Regions from separate parts of the Mus musculus genome. Here region 2 is linked to region 1. The links are chromatin contacts, called in public Hi-C maps. All regions are on one chromosome and are shown on one strand. Each heading gives the region's core, a stretch centred on a gene start, on an enhancer-like site or on the middle of the called end of the contact. The rest is flanking DNA. Distances are from core to core; before and after follow the strand shown. Region 1 overlaps Gm13986 (predicted gene 13986). Region 2 overlaps Fsip1 (fibrous sheath-interacting protein 1).

Evidence for each region. Hi-C and Micro-C count contacts between places; a contact is called where the count stands out from the background.
Region 2: a contact with region 1 is called in a Hi-C map of bone marrow-derived macrophages, with 25 read pairs. The contact joins two enhancer-like sites. A contact is called at or near these places in 1 of 484 Hi-C or Micro-C datasets (bone marrow-derived macrophages) and 1 of 9 other capture datasets (liver).

What each region holds. Positions count from the first base shown.
Region 1 is chr2:117,911,799-117,915,680 of GRCm38.p6, reverse strand. All of the region lies in intron 8 of Gm13986 (predicted gene 13986), which reads left to right. Among named protein-coding and RNA genes, the nearest start is that of 4930412B13Rik, 92 kb to the right of the region's middle. Within about 2 kb of position 1,625, at least 16 of the 459 cell types and tissues checked have an H3K27ac peak or open chromatin away from gene starts, as enhancers often do. A contact at or near this core is called in bone marrow-derived macrophages, where this site is marked.
Region 2 is chr2:118,156,332-118,160,213 of GRCm38.p6, reverse strand. All of the region lies in intron 10 of Fsip1 (fibrous sheath-interacting protein 1), which reads left to right. Among named protein-coding and RNA genes, the nearest start is that of Thbs1, 46 kb to the right of the region's middle. Within about 2 kb of position 1,878, at least 29 of the 459 cell types and tissues checked have an H3K27ac peak or open chromatin away from gene starts, as enhancers often do. A contact at or near this core is called in bone marrow-derived macrophages, where this site is marked.

The DNA of each region.
Region 1 (3,882 bases), core at 376-2,875:
AGCACAGTGACTTGCATCTTCCTCTTTGTGGGGTTCACATGAGGAGCCTCCATCCTTTCTTAGGTCTGCTCTGTCTAACCTGTTCTTGGGCCTGCTTTTCCCGGTGCGTTTTTATATACCCATGTGTACAGACCCAAGTCACCCTGACAAATATATAGGGTGGCACCCTTTCTCCTCTCAGGAAAAGTCATTGGTCAGTCTTTGCTGCATGGATGGAGTTGGACATATGATGCACCTCATACGACCACCCAGGCACAGAGTCAGCCTTCATCTTACAAATGGAGTCAGATGACACTTGTAAAATGGAGTTTCTCATGGCAAGGCACAAGTGTATATTGACTTATTCAGTACACAGTGTAAAGTAACTTAGAAAAGGGTAGATAGAGTCTCATCTCAACAATTCATTATTTTAACAAATGGTTAATAACATAAAAATCATCTGTGGCACTCTGGAAGTATAAGAATTCGGCATGGACTGGGTTAGGTCCCCCGGTGGTGCTTTGTTGATCTTCCCGTAGGGTTATCCCAACAGTAAAACTAAGATAACTTTGTTTCCATAACTGGAATTTCTTGATAGGAAATAGAGTCTACTGATGAGTTTTCCATTGAGAATATGTCTATGTCTTTATGTACTTAGGGGAAAGTCCAAGTGTTTTCTTAACTTTAGTTCTTCTTGTCATAATGAAGCCTTTGAAGAACACTGTCTTAGTAATACCTGAATATGGTAAATATGTACATAATTTAAATCAATTCTAAGAGCTATGGGAGACTGGCATCAACAGGAGAAGAATGAAGTGGCTGCCACTATATAGTTATTAGGTTGCCATCGGTCTGTACAAGTCTTTTAGCATTTGATAAGAACACTTTCCTTCATCTTAGCAAGTACAACCTAGACCCAGGACAAAGAGACTTGATAGCAATGATCTGATGGATTTTAGTGTCACCCAGACCCTCATGTGGGCTCTCTTGTTCAGGGCTTTGCTCCTGGCTTGAGTGTGTAGGAATGGATCAAGAGCTAAGGCATCTGACTTGTCTCCTTTTGGCATAACATAATTAATTATCCCACCTCTAGTTTGAAATAGAGATTACCTTGGCCTAGTTGCCATATCTATGATGGGGTGGGACTTCATGGTAATGTAGCTGTTGGTAAAGGATTACCCATGATTTGGTAAGTAACCCATAACTCATGCTCCATCAGTAAGCCCAGTGAAATCATTGGCTCACCAAGTTGGACTTTGTGGAATGGCCAGTTTGGTCTGTTGTTCATGTTCTGTCTGGTGTGAATGGATGTTTGTTCTTGTCTTCCAAGAAGAGTTAATGCAATAACATGGGATGATAGGTTTTTTGACCAATTAAAACTGTAGATCTGGAATTTCTCCCTAAGTTCTGGTTTTGGATACTATTGTTTTAAAATAATATTGAATTTGCTGAGCAGTCTACCTCAGTTTCAATAATGGGTGCTGGCTTTTAAAAAGCTTTGGTTTACGTAAGTAAAACGAAACCTAGCGGGGAAGCAGTTGCAGCAATAGATGTGGACTAGGCCAGACTATATGAAGAAAAGAAGACTCCAAGGACTGAACAATTGATACTTCCTCTTTCCAGTGGGTATAGTTACTGGCAGGGTTACAGGGTTGAGAGCATAGTGCCCCCTACTGCCCAGCAGTGGGTCTGGTCTCACAGTGATCAGCATGGTGGGCTAGTGCGTGTGATTGAAGAACTTTGTACATGCCATTTGATTCCAGATTGATTGTTGCTACAGTTCTGGGGATCCTGGAGTATGGTTACTGAAAACCTGGAGGGTGTGCAAGTGTGTGGGAAGGAGAGTAAGAAGAATCCTGGCTCACTGTCCCTCCCTTCAGTTTTCAATAGAAGCGGACAGAAATACTGATCCTCTTGTTGATGAAATACATTCTCTTGAGGCAAACATAAACACAAGCTAAAGTCATTTTGGAAAAGGGAAAGTCAACAGACAAAGTATTTCCATCAGATTGGCCTTTAGTGCATTTTCTTGATTGATAATTGATGCGGGAGGGTCCAGCTCACTGTAGGTGGTACCACCCCTGGGCTGGTGGCCCGGGGTTAAATCAGAAAGCAGGCTGAACAAGCCATGCAGAATAACCTAGGAAGCAGCACTACTCCATGGCCTCTGCATCAGTTCTGGCCTCCAGGTTCCTGCCCTGTTTGAATTTCTGTCCCAACTTCCTTCAATGATGAACAACAATATGGAAGTGTAAGCTAAACAAACCCTTTCCTCTCCAACTTGTTTTTTGTCGTGGTGTTTTGTCACAAAAGTAGAAACCCTAACTAAGACATGGTCAGTGGTTTTCCAGCACTGTCCTGAACCTCTTTGTAGGGCTGCTCTTTTGTGTGGCTATATTCTTAAGAGATTTAAGGGCAGTTTGCAGAGGTGTTTTATTTTGTTTTGTTTTGTTTTGTTTTGTTTTGTTTTGTTTGTCTTCTTTCTTTTTCCCCAATAAGTACAGATGTTAAATCCAACCTCTGAGTGAATGAGGAAAATGTGTTTTACTGAGGAAACACAAGAACTTTCTGACAGTAATAGGTTTGGGGTTGATCAGCTTAGAATAGTTATATAATGTATGATTTGTGGCAATGAAACTACTAAAATGGTGAATCATTGCATCTTAGCAGACATGCACTTAACATAATGATGTGTTTGTTCCTTCTCAGTGTTCATACATATTTGAATGAGGGACACAAATCATCACAGCTGTCAGGGATCGCATTGCAGCTGTGCCTCAGCCCGCAGGTAGGTGGAGTCTAGAGCACTGGGCCCAGGCACAGGAGGCTAAGGGCTCAGGCTGCCCTGATCATTTGTCTCTTTGCTTGATAGCCACACTTGGTTGACTCAACCATCTTTGGAAGCTCTCTTTTGTTTTTGTTTTTGTTTTTTTTGTTTTTTTGTTTTTTTTTTTTACTTGTAAAATTAGCCCATAACAATGGCCCTATAATGGTATTACCAGTGTGAATCTTATACACAAATGCTTGGGATAAAGTAAGTGTGTGATGAGTATCTGTTACAACCTTTGGATTTAGTATTCTCTTGGATTCCAAGTATACCAGAATTTACAAATCGAGATAATTCTACACAGAAGTTTTAGTACTTAATAGAGCTGAATTCTTGGAAGATGAGGTAAAAATATTACCAGAGAAATTGGGGTTCTCTCAAAAGAGAAAGAGGGAAATTTAGAGGAGGAAAAGGTAGGCAGGCTGTACTCTCAGAAGCAGTCAAGAAAGGGGAGATGTGGTATAGAAAGCCATGCCCTTTGAGTCATGGTCCAAGAAAGCAAACATGTTCAGTAATGGAGGTTGGCAAGTATGGCAGAAGGGGAGGCAAAGGTGAGAGAGCACAAAGTGTCAAAGAATGCTTAGGTTTTGGTCAGTATCTGGAAGAGGAAAAGAAAGAAGGAAGAAACCAGGTGATTTACAGGCCCAAATGGATTAACTTTTATGGGAAGAGACCAAAATATATAATGTTTTAATCTTCAAAGCAGACCAGAAGGTTGAAGGTATTCCTTTCATTTGACAGGCTGACTAAAGAAATGCTAGAAATGGTTGTGCTATTTTTCTTTTTAGTTTTACCAGGAAAACAGGAAAAAGTAGTGTCCAAACTCAACGAGAAAAAGAAGTCTATCTTTAATGGCCTTCAAGGCTACTAATGCCTATGAAGCTACTTAGCAAAAGTACATCACTTTGAGGAATCAATATACCTCAGTTAGGACCCAAAGATTTAAACTGGTCATTGACCTTCACTGTGTCTGTTATCTAGCACATATTAGGTATATCCTTCTTTTTCTGCCCTACACCCTTGAGACTTAAATTTAGGTGCTCAAATTAAGTTGCTTGACCCCTTTGTCTCTGAGC
Region 2 (3,882 bases), core at 629-3,128, 240 kb before region 1:
GGCCTTAGGATGAGAGTGGTGGAGCTTGTAATTTTTTTAAAAAGGTTTTATTTCTATATATGCATATGGGTATGTGTATGCACGTGTGTGTATGCGCACATATGTTTGGAGCTGTAGTCATGGCTAGTTATGAGCTGTCTGACCGAACTCTGAGAATCCAACTCTGCTCCTCTGGAAGAGCATGCATCTTTTCAGCTTGGGACGGGCTTTAATCCAGTATAACTCTGTTACACCATAGGAAAGAGGGCAGTCTTTGACTATAGCTTATGTCAATGGTGGCAGACTTGATGCTATGACTCAATTCACTCAATATCTTAAGCACCATTTCATCAGGTAAACACCAAGAAAAGTACGTTAACTGGAAGGCAAGAAGATCTACTTGTTTGAGACGGGGTTTCATCCGTATGTAGCTAGGCTGGCCTTATCCAGATCCCCCTGCCTTTCATGTCTTTTTAATGCATCATAGTTTATCTGTCATGCTGGTAGATTGCTCTATTAAAAGCCTTGTTAGTTATGGCCAGGTTTCATGAGTCCTGTTTTATCTCTGTCAGTTTACTACAGCTGGGTACCACGTAGGATGAGAGGCACATAGCAGACATCTGGGAGAGTGCATCTTCTCACCACCGATAACCCTGACACTGCCCATTCACCCGACCTACACTTTGCCTTTTTTGTTGTGGTGCTGGGTAAGGAGCTGATACCACAACTCAGCCTGTCGTGCTGTGGGGAGCCAGTTCTGCTTCCTGCTTCCTAGAGAGAGAATGATGGGAATGTACAACAAATTCTTTGTCTGAATTAGAAAATTTGTGTGTGCAACTTGTTACTGTCCTTCCACATTCCCTTTCTGTGGTTGCTTGAAGCACGCTTGTCTCTAACCATTTCCAGATGTCTGCTGGAGCTTCACCGGGGGCAAATGTGTGTTAGTATTCTTCACGTGTGCCGTGGAGGAAGGGGAATTTTGGAGCCGAATAGTCCCTTCATTAGTTTTGAAGCTTCTCTGAGAGCACCCCTTGTGAGAGATGAGTAGCTTTGGACATCTATCTTTATCTTCCCCCCTGGCATTTAGTTTTTGTTAGTTGTGTTGCAAAATCTCAGTAGAAGAAAGCAGCTGGATAGTTAGGGATCCGATGTCAGCATGTAGAGTTTAGTAAGCTTATCTGCTAAACTTTAGCTAACACCTCAGACTTGTGCACACACACACATGCACACACACACACACCAATAAAAATAAATAAAACAAATATTTTTTTAAGAATGGATATGGAAAAATAAAGCCAGCCTCCATGCTTGTCTGTAGAGCATGCATGGGTGTTTAGAGTATGCTGGTGAATAGCCAACATTTTACTGTGCATTCATTCTTTGTATTTGTGACTTCAAATAGAGAGGGTACTCTTTATACGTCACTGTGTTCTATAAGGAAGAGCCAAAAGGGCAAACCCCTGAAAATGATAGGACTCGTGTGACCCCCCCAGCATCTCCACTCCTATTGCCATAGAAAACACAGCATATCCCTTTCCAAGTGCAGCCTTTGAGAAGCCAAGATTGTAGAGCTCTGCATCCCAGCTTCTAATTTCCTTTTGTTTTTACTACCTAAGTTACACTTAGTTGAGCTCGTTTTTCCAATGACAGGCCAGACTTGTGGTTTCCTAGCTTTCTTTGCTCTCGTTGGAGAGACAGTAGAGCTATATTTAAGAGAAGGGAGTCAGAAGAATAAGTAGGAGTCTGATCTAGTTCATCACCTCCAGTGCATGTCTCCAGAATTCCTCTAGAACCCCCAGGCCTTGCAGGTTTAGCCCTGACCTCTTGGGTACAGCTTCAGCAAAAAGCAGAATACAAAGCTTTCGTCTTTAGTGTTGGTTGGGAACTAAGAGAATCTGGTACATGTTTAGCCTGAATCTTGAAGTCACCCCTCTTCCTCTTCTCCTTTCCTTTCACAATACTCAAGTTTCATGGGCTATATTTAAAATCCGAGCACTTTCGGTATCTGTTTTCAGCATGTAATGCTGAATCTTCAGTAACCTGGCATTAGTTTTTGTTTGTTTGTTTGTTTGTTTTATTTTTTTTTTTTTTATAATTTAGGGAGAAGAAAAAAGAGTGATGGGGTTTAAGACTTCTGTAAGAATGGACTCGGCTAGTCAAAGTCACATGCACATATGCAGAATAAATAGTTCAATCTTTTTGTTTCTCCAAATTTTGTTTCTTCCTAGCTCCCCTTCTCTTTCCTCACCTCTGTCCTCAGTCCTCCTTGTGGACCATGCAGCCACAGTGGTGTTTTCTGCTTTCTCACTGAGATGAAGCGGATATCAGTGTTCAGCACTAGTGTGTAGACTGATCTAAGCACTCACACAGTTTTCTAGTGAGGGGGAAAAAGTCTTTGTCCAACACGAGTAACTATTATTTCTTTGTTTGCTATATTTTCAGTTTCACATATGAGGACTACATTATGTCCCAGCTATTCCACTTCTTGTCATATACCCAAAGATTTAACATCCTGCTCCAAAGACCCTTGTTCAGCCATGTTCATTGCTACATTATTCACAGTAGCCAGGAAATGGAAGCAAATGGTCACTATTGATGAATGGGTAATAAGACATGTGGTACATATATACAATGGAGTACTATATAGCTGTAAAGAAAAAAATGGAATCATGAGATCTGCAGGTAAATGGGTGGAACTACAAAATATTATATTGAGTAAAGCAACTGTTTTTGACGTTTCTCTATGTGTAGGAAGATCAACTTGACACAAGCTATAGTTATCTGAGAAGAGATATCCAAGGTTGAGAAGATGTCTCCATAAGATTTGCCTATAGGCAAGCTGATGGGGCATTTTCTTTGTTAGCAATTGATGGGATGGTAGAAGAAAGTAGGTCGACAAAACCATGAAGAGCAAGCCAGCAAGCAGCGTTCCTCCAGAGCCTCTGCATCCACCCCTTTGCTGACTTCCCTCAGTTTTATCAGAGAGTTGTAAGCTGAAACAAGCCCTTTTCTCCTCAAGTTGCTTTTGGTTATGGTGTTTTATCATAACAATAGAAACACTATCTAATTCAATAACCAAGACCCAGAAAGACAAATGCGGCACAGCTCTGTCTTATCCGTGGTTCCTAGCTTCAGATGTGAGTTGAACACCTAGAAAGTAAAAGGGGCCTTTGGGTTTGGGACAGAGCTTGAGGGGAAGGGTGGCTAGTCAGATGTCAGACATCGGTGCTGTGAAGTGGGGGATGGGAACAATGGAATGGGGGAAGGTTGCCTGGGGAAAAGGGAGGAAGCAGGGGATAAAAATTCTTTGTTTGCTTAATGTTGTGAAATAAAATACTCTGCAGTGTTGAAATGCCAGGAATCACGAAGGCTCACCAGATCCTTAGCCTACTAGCCACATGCTTCCTTCTGTTCTCCTCCTGTTGGATTCTGATTTCATTGTTCTTCTGTCCTTTCTCCTCTTAGCTGTGCCTCTCAGAAGGCTCAGGGCTCTGACATGCTCTGCAACATGCCTTAAATCTGTTTATAGGGAAATATAGAATCAAGCGATTCTGAGAACTTTTCTCTTTTTTGATGCACATATCTGTTCAAATTGGGCGCAAATGTTCTCCTGTGGGTCCTTGTGGAATTTAAAAATATTCTTGGGAAAATATTAGCAGATAATTCTTAAGTACTTTTTATGAATCAGCCTTATTGAGGATTGAGAAAAGATGAAGGATCAAGAGTATTATTTCCAGATTCTGTAATTTGCATGGTCAAGAGAGTAGTTCACCAGCTTTCTATTTGCTATAAAACATTCTTCTTCACCACTGGTGCCAAACACTGTTAATTCCAAAGAAGGAAGAAAGAACACGGCCCAAATCATTTTGGCCAAGTTAATTAAAGCAAGCAATTGATTAAAGC